Regions from separate parts of the Sus scrofa genome. Here region 1 is linked to region 2. Evidence: chromatin contacts called from public HiChIP or PLAC-seq data. All regions are on one chromosome and are shown on one strand. Each heading gives the region's core, a stretch centred on a gene start, on an enhancer-like site or on the middle of the called end of the contact. The rest is flanking DNA. Distances are from core to core; before and after follow the strand shown.

Region 1 (6,036 bases), core at 281-2,780, 130 kb before region 2:
CCCTCTCTCCAGCAGGGTGGCCGGGACTTCTTTACACAGCGGTCAGCTTCCCAGAGTGCAAACGCAGAAGCTGCAAGTGACATTGCCTCATGCCCACCCCATTCAGTTGGTCCATAAATGTCACAGAGCCAGCCCCAGTTCAAGTGTGGAAGGGAAACTGACATGGGAGGCGTGGCGAAGTCACATCACAAAGGGCACACAGGATGGAAGGAATCGCTGAGGCTGTCTTTGGAAACCATCTCATGCCGACACAGGATGTAAATAACTTGCTCACAGTCGTACAGCTAACAGTTAGACTGTGGGGGCTCAGCAGGGTAAAGGCCAGGCATGCAGGAGTGTGGGGGACGTTTTAGATAGAAGGAGGCATGTGAGCGAGGGTCCAGAGACAGGAGAACCTGGAGCATCATTGCTCTGTTTGATGGATAAAGCAGGTAGACAAGAATGAAGCCATAAAGATACAATGGAATACGACTCGGCCATAAAAAAGAATGAGATAATGTCATTGGCTGCACCATGGAGAGACCTTGAGATGATTGCACTAAGTGAAGTAAGCCAGAGACAAATATCATATGATATCTCATATGCGGAATCTAAAAAAATGATGCAAATGAACTTACATATGGAACAGAAATAGACCCACAGACAGAGAAAACAAACTTCTAATTACCAAAGGGGAAAGGGCTAGAGAGGGATAAATTAGGAGTTTGAGGGTTAACAGATACACACTACTCCATATAAAATAGACAACCCACAAGGACCTACTGTGTAGCACAGGGAACGCTGCTCAATATTTTGTACTAACCTGTAAGAGAAAATAATCTGAAATATATGTATATATGAATCACTTGCTGTACATCTGAAACGAACACAACATTGTAAATCAACTATGCTGCAATTAAAAAAAAATAGAGTTCTCTTGTAGCACAGTGGGTTAAGCACCTGGCATTAGCATTGTATCAGCCTGGTTACCGCTGTGGTGAGGGTTCGACCCCTGGCCTGGGAAGTTCCACATGCTGTGGGTGTAGGGAACAAAACATTAAAAATAATAATAAAAAAAGAAAGAATGAAGCCAAACAGGTAGACTGGGGCCAGATGGCGGCTGACCTTGAACACGAGGCTGAACTGTTCGGACATGACTCTGGAGTCAGTGGGCAGCTATGGAAACATCTCGTGCAGAGGTGACTCGATGGGGACTGTGCTTTAGGGAGACGGAGGCAGCCGTGCGAGTGCAGGATGAGGGGAGGCAGCCTGATGAGTGAGGTCTCCTGCGAGTGACGGAGGCCTGATCGGGAGAGCACACCTGGGAGCAGAGCACTGGGTCTGAAGGCAGGAAACCCCACAGGCGAGCATCTGCCCCAACTAGGCATCTCGGCATTTTACAGACGAAAAAAACTGGACAAAGGACAAGAGAAGGGTGGGGCCTGGGAGTCCAGGTCTTTGCCCCGCCTCGTCCCTTTGAGCACAAGGGGCGTGTTCACAGAGGGGACCAGAGAAGTTGGGGCTCCAGTGACTTCGCTGTGGGGCATTGGCAGCGCGTGGGTGTCAATCACACGGATTGTCCAATGGGGAGATGCCTTGGACCCACAAAACCCCGCCCTCGAGGGGGACCCGCCCTCTTTCCAGGAGCCCAGTGATGGGGAGAGAGGTGGAGAGTGAGTGGAGGCTGAAGTTGCTGAGTTGCTTTGAGGGACTTCCTGAGGAATACATTTTTTAAAAAGCAGCAGGGAAGAGCAAAGCTCTTAGTTTGAAAAGACACAAGATTTTTTTGTGTGTTTCTGAGCCTGGTTGATCTCCGGCTGCGAGGCAGCTCCCCACCCCCTCCGTGCTAGCTGCTCCTGGGATCAGTATCATTTACTCTGACACACTTCATGCAGGGAGAGCTCATTTTGGCTTCCTCCAAAATTGGACACTAAATTTAGCCCTGGCCTCAAAACGCCTGATCTTTGAGCTCAACGTGTCTGCCTTGGCCCGGCCTGCGACAGCCACTTCTTATCACCATGGACGTTGTTCCTATTTGGGTCTCGAGTTGTCTTAGAAACATGCTTTGGTATGGTCGGTCACCGCCAAGAAATGTCAGCCAGAGCCCACCCGTCTCCCCGACGTCTCGGCCCTGTCTTTGTAAAGAACGTTCTCGCGCAGGAGAAGACGTTTCCCCCTGCCTTTCTGAGAGCTGGGGCCCTTGGGCCCCCTCCAAATTCTTTGGTCTCCTTTCCATCCACGGCAAGTTCCTTCCCTGCCTTCTCGTCCCCAGCATCCCCAGGAAAGGGAGGAAGCAGGCCGTCTCTGTGCCTGGGCCCAGCTGCTGGCCATCTGGATTCAGGCCTGTTAACCTCTGACCCTCGGCCATGAGCCTTCCTCTCACCTCCTTCCATGAATCCATGTTGGGAGAAGGAGTCAAGAGTCCGGGGAAGACCCCACTCCCCCCCCCCGGGGGGGTCCTTCCTGTGCCCAAGGAACTTTCATCCCACTGAGTTCCCGGCTCTGGGCCCTGCCCCTCACTTCACTATGACCTTGGGCTGGTCACTTGACTGTCCAGCCCAGCCTGTTTGCCCGTCTCCAAAACGAAGAGCGGAATGAGTGGGCCGCTAACCTTAGGGCGCCCCCCTACTCTAAAAACACGCCATGCCTCTCTGACCATGACCCATTTTTACCAGGGGAAAAGTGTCCTTTTAGCATGAAAGAGAAGAGTGTCACGCAGTGTCCCCCAGATATCCCTGTAGAGCGACGGTCCTGAAATAGACCAGAGTTCTAGCATCCCTTGCTGAAATCCAGAGACATGCACATCCCCCACCCCACCTTGACTCAGAACGATTCTGCAAGAGGCCAAGGCCATCCGATCTCATCTGTGATCGTCCAGACGATCCACAGAGCTCTAGAGATAAAAGCTAAATTGTCTAGGGCTGTGTTTCCCGAATTGCTCGCCGTGGAGCACGGATCCAATGTGACCTTGGCCTTTTGCCAATCCGTTGTCCAGGAAGTTTGGGGAAGGCTGGGTTCCTTTACAGCAGGACTTCTCAGAGCCTTGAACTCAGAGCACCCCTGCAGACATTTGGCTTCCCCTTCAGGACAGCCTTCATCTTTGTCCTTGGGTGATTTCCATGTCACTGGTGAGCAGATGAGGCTGGGAGAGGTTCAGTGATTTGCCCAGAGTCCCACAGCTGGGCCAGCTGGGGTCTGAATCTGCAGCCGTGTCCCTAACACGAGACCATATTTCCACCCCACGTTACTGGACCTGAGTGGCTGCCTTTGTCCCTGCTGAAGCACCTTGGGAAGACCAAAGGGCAGCTTTCTGGGGACAGCAAGGAGACATGTTATGGGTATATGAAAGCCTCAGCTACAGGGGCCCTTGCTGCTTCCTGGGGACAATTCATGGGGGGCAGGGGGACTCAGACATCTCTGCTGCTCCTCACGAAGACTTAGAGCAATTCAGAGATGCCCATTCTAGAAGAATCCGTTGTGCCATGCAGACTGGACCACCCAGTTCCCTGGTTGGCATCACTGATTTCAGGTGGTCAGTGACAGCCCCCAGGTGGCCTGGCTGCTGCCAGGGGATTCTGAGCACCAGAGTTCTCGCCCCTCGTTCATCCTCTCCTTTCTCTAAAGAGCACGTGCTGAACACGCTGCTGTGCGTGGGAACACATGGTGAACAAGTTCGAGGTCCCTCTTCTCCAGGAGATACGGGCCAGGTACATACAGAAAGCTCCCAAGGGTGCAGTGACGACAGAAGTGAGTTCTCTGAAGCAAAGGAACATGGTTCTGTGACCGTAGGTACCACAGGAGTGTGACCTGGTTGAGGAGGGCTTGGTGTGGCTCTGGAGCGGGGGCACTACTCACATGTCCCTTTAAGACACCCTTTTCTGGAGTTCCCTGGTGGCTCAGCGGTTTAAGGATCTGGCATGGTCACTGCCACGGCTCAGGTTGCTGCTCTGGCATGGGTGCCATCCCTGGCCTGGGAATTTCTACCTGCCTCAGGCGTGGCCAAAAACAAAAACAAAAAAAAGAAAGAAAGAAAGGCTTTTATAGGCAGAAAGGAGCAGGAACAAGGAAATTATACTCACTAACAAAGTGGGTTGGTTTTACATGGCAAAAAAGCAGGTTGGGGGAGTTGCTGTTGTGGCTTAGAGGGTTAAGGACCCGGCATGGTATCCGTGAGGCTGCGGGTTTGGTCCCTGGCCTCACTCAGTGGGTTGAGGATATGCTGTTGCCTCCAGCTGTGGCCTAGGTCACAGACGTGGCTTGGATCCCACGTTGCTACGGCTGTGACATAGGCTGGCAGCTGCAGCTCTAATTGGACTCCTAGCCAGGGAACTTCCATATGCTCCAGGTTCGACGCTAAAGAGAGGGAAAAAAAAAAAAGCAGGTGGGTTATTGCAAGGCCACTTTCCTTTAGAGACTGGTGGAGGTCTATCAGGCTGGTTACCCTTAATTAATTTAAGACTGATCGGGCAATTCCTGATGGGCTGGCTTAAGCTTTCATGTCTGGGAGAGCCTGTAATTAATTGTATTTAAGTCTCAGGTTGGTGACGTGGGGCATAAGCAACTCCATTTGGGGCCTGTTGTCTTGTTTTTAACACAAGGAAAATGAGAAATGAAATATTTTGCGCTGAATGATCAACAAAAATACAATCTATCAAAACCTGTGTATGCCGCTAAAGCAGTGCTTAATGGAAAATATTTAGCTTAGAAAAAGAAAAGTTAAAATCAATGATCTAAGAATCCACTTCAAAAAGCTAAAACAAGGAGTTCCCGTCATGGCTCAGTGGTTAATGAATCCGACTAGGAACCATGAGGTTGCGGGTTCGATTCCTGGCCTTGCTCAGTGGGTTAAGGATCCGGCATTGCCGTGAGCTGTGCTGCAGGTCGCAGACGCAGCTTGGATCCCAAGTTGCTGTGGCTGTGGTGTAGGCTGGCAGCTACAGCTCCAGTTCGACCCCTAGCCTAGGAACCTCCATATGCCACAGGTGTGGCCCTAGAAAAGACAAAAAGACCAAAAAAAAAAAAAGTCATTTCACTGAAAATATAAACCAAATCAGTAAATTCCTAACTAGACTGATCAAGGAGAGAGGGAGAGAGAAGGAGAATCAATTATGAATATAAGGAATAAAGAAAAGAAGCTATTACCATAGAGCCTGCAGACATTAAAAAAGAATGATAAAAATAGTGACAATTAAAAGGATAATAAGAAAATATTATAAACATGATTTATGTGAATCAATTTGCAACACAGATAGACAAATTGCTTGACAAATTACAGCTTACCCAATGGACACTAGTTGAAATTGAAAATGCAACAAGTTTTATCTATTAAAGAATTTGAATCCGTGATCAAAAATCTTCCCACCAAAGAAAACTTCAAGCCCAGATGGCTTCCCTGGTGAATCCTATCAAACATTTAAGGAAGAAATAACACCAAACTTGGCTGTCACTGCAGAGGCTCAGGTCACTGCTGTGGTGCGAATTTGACCCCTGGCCCTAGGAACTTGTATACACGGGTGTAGCAGGAAGGAAGGAAGGAAAAGACCAAACTTACACAAATTTTCGGAAAGTGGAGAAGGAGGGAGCCCTTCCCAATTCATCTTACGAGGTCAGCAGTACTTTGATACCAAAACAACGACGTTATAAGGAGATTGAATCTGGATCCCAGCAGCGTAATTAACAAGATTTATTTCTTACTAGGCCACATACACAAAGTGGGTCACCAGGAAAACTCCGGTTGTCACAGTCCCTCGGGGACCAGGCTGCTGAAACTTCCACCTCCACAGAGGCTTCCACTACGATTAAGGCAGCGAAGAGACATAGCAGCATTGCATGCTGATTCTTCTGCCCTGAAGTGACATGTGTCACTTGGGCTCACGTTCCTGACCCTGTCCCACGGGGATGGGGTGTCCTAACACGTTCCTGGAAGGAGTGGAGTGTGGATGGTGATTAGCTCAGGAGTCATAGACGTATATATAGTAACGGAAGAGCCGAAATAAGTACTATGAAAGCCCTGCCCAGGGAGAGACAGCTTAATGGACAAGGGGACACAGGGCCCGG
Region 2 (5,860 bases), core at 469-2,968:
CTCAGTACGTGCCTTGTCGAGGGGCAGCCGTGCCATGTTTCATAGGCGCCAGCCCGGGTTCTCACTTCGCTTTTCTTCCCCAGCACACAGGAGGACGGTGTGACACTCCTGAGTGTAGGGGCTGGTCACACCGCGGGGAAGGTCATTTCAAGAACTTCCTTCTTTCCCCACACCCCCCCCTCCCGGGTGCCCCTGGGCCAACTTCCCCACCCCATTTTGAGGACAACCGCCGTAGAGTAATGGTTATGCTTTGCAAGGCCAGTGTTTCAGTTTAATCTCACTGGTTTCTGAATCGTTTGTTTGTTTTCACTGTTTTTTTAGGGCCGTATCTGTGGCATATGGAAGTTCCTAGGCTAGGGGTCGAATCAGAGCTACAGCTGCTGGCCTACACCACAGCCACAGCAACCAGGATCCGAGTCACATCTGTGACCTACACCACAGCTCACGGCAACGCTGGATCCTTAACCCAGTGAGCGAGGCCAGGGATCGAACCCACAGCCTCATGGATCCTAGTTGGGTTCGGTAACCACTAAGCCACGACTGGAACTCCTGGTTTCTGAATTTACATTGAGCTTTACAGACAAAACTTGCTCAGATTCCTAGGAAGCATTTGTATAAAATGCTAGCATTTTATCACTAGACAGCAGTGTAAATTATAAAAACAAAGAAAGATTTGTAGGCTCCTGATTTTGTTTTTCATTTATTTTTCTCTTTGCTCTTTTTTGAAGACAACTTTATTGAGGTTTCAATTCATGTCCTACAAAGGCTCACCCTTTTAAAGTGGACACATCACTGGTGTTTTAGTGTATTTGCGAACCATGAAATAATGACCACAGTCAATTTTAGGACATTTTCCTCACCCCAAAAAGAAACCCTGAACCTATTAGGAAGCAGCTTCCATGTCCTCCCAGGCCTTGGAAATCACGTCACTCCTTCCTGTCTCTGGATTTGCCTGTCTGGGTAGTTTTTGGGGCCGGAGTCATGTAAAGTGTGACTGTCTTTCCTGTAGCATAATGTTTCAAGTTCATCCATGTCGAAGCTTGTGTCAGTGCTCCATGCCTTTTTTATGGCCAAATCATAACCCGTTATGTTAAATTTGTCACATTCTGTTTTCGTCACTCGTCCATTGGTGGCCATTTGTATTGTTTCCACGTGGGGGCCGTTACGAATAACGTTGTGGTGTCCACGTTTCCACGCAGACCCATCTGTCTTGCTCCTGGTGGGGGGTGTGCCTGGGAGTGCAATGGCTGGGTGCGGCAACTCTTTGAGCGTGTTGAGGAACTGCCAGACTTTGCCGAAGAGGCTGCCCTGCCCAGTGTTACCCTCCCACCAGCCATGCAGGTGCAGGCCGCTTTCTCCACTCGCTGGCCAGCCCTCATCACTGTCTTTTTATTAAGGCCAGCCTAGCAGTGTGACGTGATCAACCTTTTATGTTGGCTTTATAACTTAATCTTCATTATGGAAACGTAAACAAACATAAGAGAGATGTTCAAAGCTGAGGTTACAGTATTTAAGAATAGACATTGGATAAACATTTACTGATAAACTTTACTTTTTATAACAAAATGAAGCCTCTTTTGCCGTAATGGCCCAGCCAACTGCAAGTCCACATTCAGGGCCCTGTTCCCACGTGGCAGGTGGCTGTTACAGGCCCTCGCTGGCTGGCATAACCTTCAGGAACATCCGAAGCCTGGACACCTGCTCTGTGACTTGAGAGCAGATTTACAGATGGCTCATTTCTAAAACTTGACCGTCCCCTAAGAGTGACTCCTTCAAGCCAGCCCCCCCACCCCATACCGACTCCTGAGTCATCCATATCTGGGTGTCAGCTTCCAGCTGACTTGGTGTTAACTGGACTCAACTGTCTTGAGCTAAGACGAGAGGTGACAGAGAGGAAGTAGCAATGCAGAAATCTGAGCCTGCGGTTGAGATCAGAGTCCAGTTCTCAGCATGGTGACTGGTTACTGCTGCCGCCAGCTTTCCACTCCCCTCTCGTGGTCAGCGGGACACCTGCAGCTTTGCGCATCAGGCCTGCAAGGGCCAGCTTGAGTCCAGCCTGAGGCCCCTGCTGGCTGAACTGGAGTTTTGAAAGAGGTGTATATTTTTTTTACCATTTTCAAACTCATCCTGTATCTTATAGCCTGTGTGCATAATACATGATGTAATAAACACAAGGGCATAGTTTTCATCACGACTGGTAAGCCTTTAAAAGCATCATGTAATTCTAAATGCCTAGAACTTTAAAAAAAAATAATTTAAATAGCTGATGCCGGTTTTCTCCCCCACATTCCCAAGTGACATTTCTTTTAGCGTGTAGAATAGAAACGGGGCATTGCCATCTAATTCTCGTGGAAAGGTTGGCACATAGTCACTGCCCCCTGATGGCCTGTAAATGGTTTCATCATTTGGTTGAGAGCTGTTAGCACTGTTTATCTAAATGTGAAATCATTCCGTGCAAAAATGATCAAATTTAGTAGACATTTCTTAAAGATCTTTTTTTTTTTTTTTTGCTTTTTAGGGCCACACCCGCAGCATATGGGGATTCCCAGGCTAAGGGTCAAATCAGAGCCGTAGCAGCCTACACCACAGCCAGAGCAATGCAAGATCCGAGCCGTGTCTGCGACCTACTCCGCAGCTCCCGGCAGTGTCAGATCCTTAACCCATTGAGCAAAGCCAGGGATCAAACCTATGTCCTTGGGATGCTAGTCAGATTTGTTAACTGCTGAGCCACAATGGGAAATCCTTAAAGGTCATTTTTGTGTGTTTTATAAGAGTCGCTTTGGGTCAGGCTTTTTGTGATCTAGGTATGAGTTTTTGAGAGCTTTGCTTGGTCTCCGAGATGTCAGAAATCCATTGGAAGACAAGTACCACCGCATCACGGTCAGCGTAGTGGCCCCAGTAGTAGGGACCCAAGACTGCAGCCACCACCGTTGCCATGAGGACGCTTAACCCAAGTCTCACAGCCCCTCTGGCTCAGCATCATCCCCAAGTGCTGGTAGAATATCCAGGACCTCTGGCTACCCATCCAGCCAGCAGACATTCCTGGAGCGTCATTTTGATGTGATATTAACCGACCCAGGGCAGGGCATACAGCCAGTGCCTTGAAGCCAATGGAAGAAAAAAATCGAATCGGGGTCAGTGGATCACACGTACACACATACACACTCTCACACACCCTAAGGAGAAAAGAACGATAAATTTGACCCAAAGAATCCCTGAAGCCGTGTCCAGGGAATATTAAAATACGGTGTTTCATCCTTGTTTTCCCTCCAAGTTAGAGAAACATTTTAAAGTCGCCATGATACAAATATCGTCCATCATCATCTTCAGGGCTTAGTGTGTAACTTTGAGGAGTCTGTCCTCTGACTCAGTGATCTGACTGCAGATACGTCATGGGAAGGCAGTGCCCTTACTCACCAAGTCAGTGTCCCCCTGACAGTGTCTACACTCTGATCACACAGACTGACCGAGGCTTAAGGGTTTCCAGAGCCCAAGCAGCGGTCGCAGAGCCGGACACCCAGGGCTTTGTGAGTTGTCAGCCACAGACGACGTGATGGCTGTGACCACTCTCCGCCAGGAGAAGCGCCCCTGTTCTGCCCAGCATCCTCCTGCGGTCTTCATCATGCCCTCAGCTGCTGCCCTGGATCCGGATGCCGTGTTGGAGACGTTTTGATGGCATGTAGCCTTGAGCAAGATTTTCATCAGAACTTGTCAGGTGTTTTGAAGTCCATAAACGGGAAGACCCCCTGCGCGGGGAGCATGCGTGTAAAGCTGAGAACGTGGGATGATGCCATTCCCGTGGCTTGAGGTTCCCGACTGGTTTCAGTTGCAGGCTGCAGTGAAGACGTGGAAAAACCCGGACAACCAGATAAATGCTCTGGAGTAGACGCGTGAGAGCGTAGCAGCTTCGCTGGGTCACGTGCTTCAGGGACATTCCCACCCTTTCACCAGAGCCTGCCACCCGCCTGACGTCTAACCATCTCGGGTAGACGCCGAGGCTGCGTGTATGGCATAGATTTGAGATTTGTGCCTGATTTTGCAGCGGATGGCAGTATAGCCCATCGGACAGTAACTGGCCATCCATTTAAAGAATCTTATGTGGGGTTCCTCCTGCTCCTTTTTTGCAGAGAGAATCGTATGAGCAAGCAGTGTTCATTCCTTTCTTTAGGTCTAGAATACTGTGGGTATTTTAAAATACAGGGGTAAGATGTGTGTTTGGAAAAAATCAGATTTATTTAAGTCCTACCATGTAATTCTGAAATTACATTCCAGAGGCCCAGCCTCACTTTGTAATGCTTTTCATGGCCAGGAACAGCCTCATGCAATCCCATGAAGTTTTCTGTGGTGTTTTAGGATTAAAGCACATATTAATATACTTATTTCTTTTGTTTGAAAACTCTGATTTATAGCTTAATTTGCAGGTAAGTAAGGACACTGGATAAAGCATACACTATGCCAAATACCCACACTTAGTTTTTAAAATGTGAGCAAGAATTCAGGAGCGTCACCATCTCCAAAATTGGCGTTGAGGACGTTACCCTGTCTGCATCATTAGGACGTTATGTGAAACCCTTGGAAAAATGCAAGTCTTACACCAGCACAATGGAAATTATTAGAATTTGCTGCCTTCAATCTTAAATCTTCGAAACAAGGCAAAGGGGAAATAAACAGAAGTAGAAGTATTAATATGTTCTTAGTTGAAGTATCATGCTAAATTCCATGAAAACCATTTGCTTTATTTTAAAAGTGCCCCACTCAATTTATGTGCCCTATCCTTAAATTTATCATCTGTCTAATGTGACATTTTTTTCCTCCTTGTGATCACTCAATAGATGCTAGTTCTTTTTCCTTTAGCAGAGCCCATTAAGACCAAGAATAAGAGGCCAACAGCAGAGTTTGCTGGATGGCAGATCAAATGAAAAGGAGGGAGGGAGGCAGTGTTGTGTTTGGTTTTTTCCTTGCCGACTGGAGCGGAGAGCCATTAGATTAACATATTTGCTTTTATCGATGTGCGTGTGTTTGTATGTGTGTAATGTCTTTTAGGGGGAACTTGAACGGCAGCTTTTGCAAGCAAATCCAATTCTGGAATCCTTTGGAAATGCGAAGACTGTGAAAAATGATAACTCATCTCGTTTTGTAAGTTTAAAAGCACCAACAGCTTTCAATTTCTCCAACTTCTAGTTAAATGTCTACTACGATCAAGCAAATAAAATACTTTCCTTCCTAATTGATGTAATATGGAACAGTGCTGGCCAGTAGAGATACAGTGCAAGTCACATGCAATGAAATATTTTCTCTCAGCCACATTTTAAAAAGCAAAAAAAGGGGGGGGAATGGGAAAGTAATTTAAATCACGTTTATTACATGACATATTTATTTATTATTATGTGGATATATGATGATGTAACCTCTCTGGATGTCTTCATGTTTGATTGGGGAGGATACACGATTATGGGGTTGGCGTGGAGTTTAAACGAGATGTGGATTGAGCACTTAGCACAGCGCTGGGCGTAGAAACACCCAGCAAATGAATTGGCTCTTGGATGGTGTCTCCTTGTTCTTTTCGTACCTTGCTGTTGCTGTGGGATGTGAGCTTCAGAATAATTTGCCGCTACTCTTACTTCTCTTTAGAGATTTCTTCTCAGCCGTTCGACTCTCTTAATTCCTTGAAAGCTTGACTTTCTCCCCTCAGTCTGACCAGCTCTCAGGCTGAGGCTGGTGTCCTAAGTGACAGCTGGATCAGTGCTCCAGGACCCCGCCCTTCCCATTCCAGCTGCTCAGCATCGATGCTCTCACAGCCCAGCATCCCTCGGCTGCTCTTCAACCAAAGGGGCATTCCTCCATCGGGGTTCAGTTACCC

Evidence for each region. HiChIP or PLAC-seq counts read pairs in DNA pulled down with a chosen protein or histone mark.
Region 1: an H3K27ac HiChIP or PLAC-seq map of skeletal muscle shows a contact between it and region 2, with 5 times the contacts expected there. The contact joins two enhancer-like sites. A contact is called at or near these places in 1 of 47 Hi-C or Micro-C datasets (embryonic fibroblasts) and 1 of 2 datasets of contacts at active chromatin or transcription factors (skeletal muscle).

What each region holds. Positions count from the first base shown.
Region 1 is chr12:53,849,070-53,855,105 of Sscrofa11.1, reverse strand. No RefSeq gene overlaps it. Among named protein-coding and RNA genes, the nearest start is that of CCDC42, 32 kb to the left of the region's middle. Within about 2 kb of position 1,530, at least 21 of the 83 cell types and tissues checked have an H3K27ac peak or open chromatin away from gene starts, as enhancers often do. A contact at or near this core is called in skeletal muscle, where this site is marked.
Region 2 is chr12:53,720,494-53,726,353 of Sscrofa11.1, reverse strand. It overlaps MYH10 (myosin-10), which reads left to right. Exons shown (of 44, transcript XM_021067863.1): 7 at 5,044-5,136. Among named protein-coding and RNA genes, the nearest start is that of MYH10, 58 kb to the left of the region's middle. Within about 2 kb of position 1,718, at least 6 of the 83 cell types and tissues checked have an H3K27ac peak or open chromatin away from gene starts, as enhancers often do. A contact at or near this core is called in skeletal muscle, where this site is marked.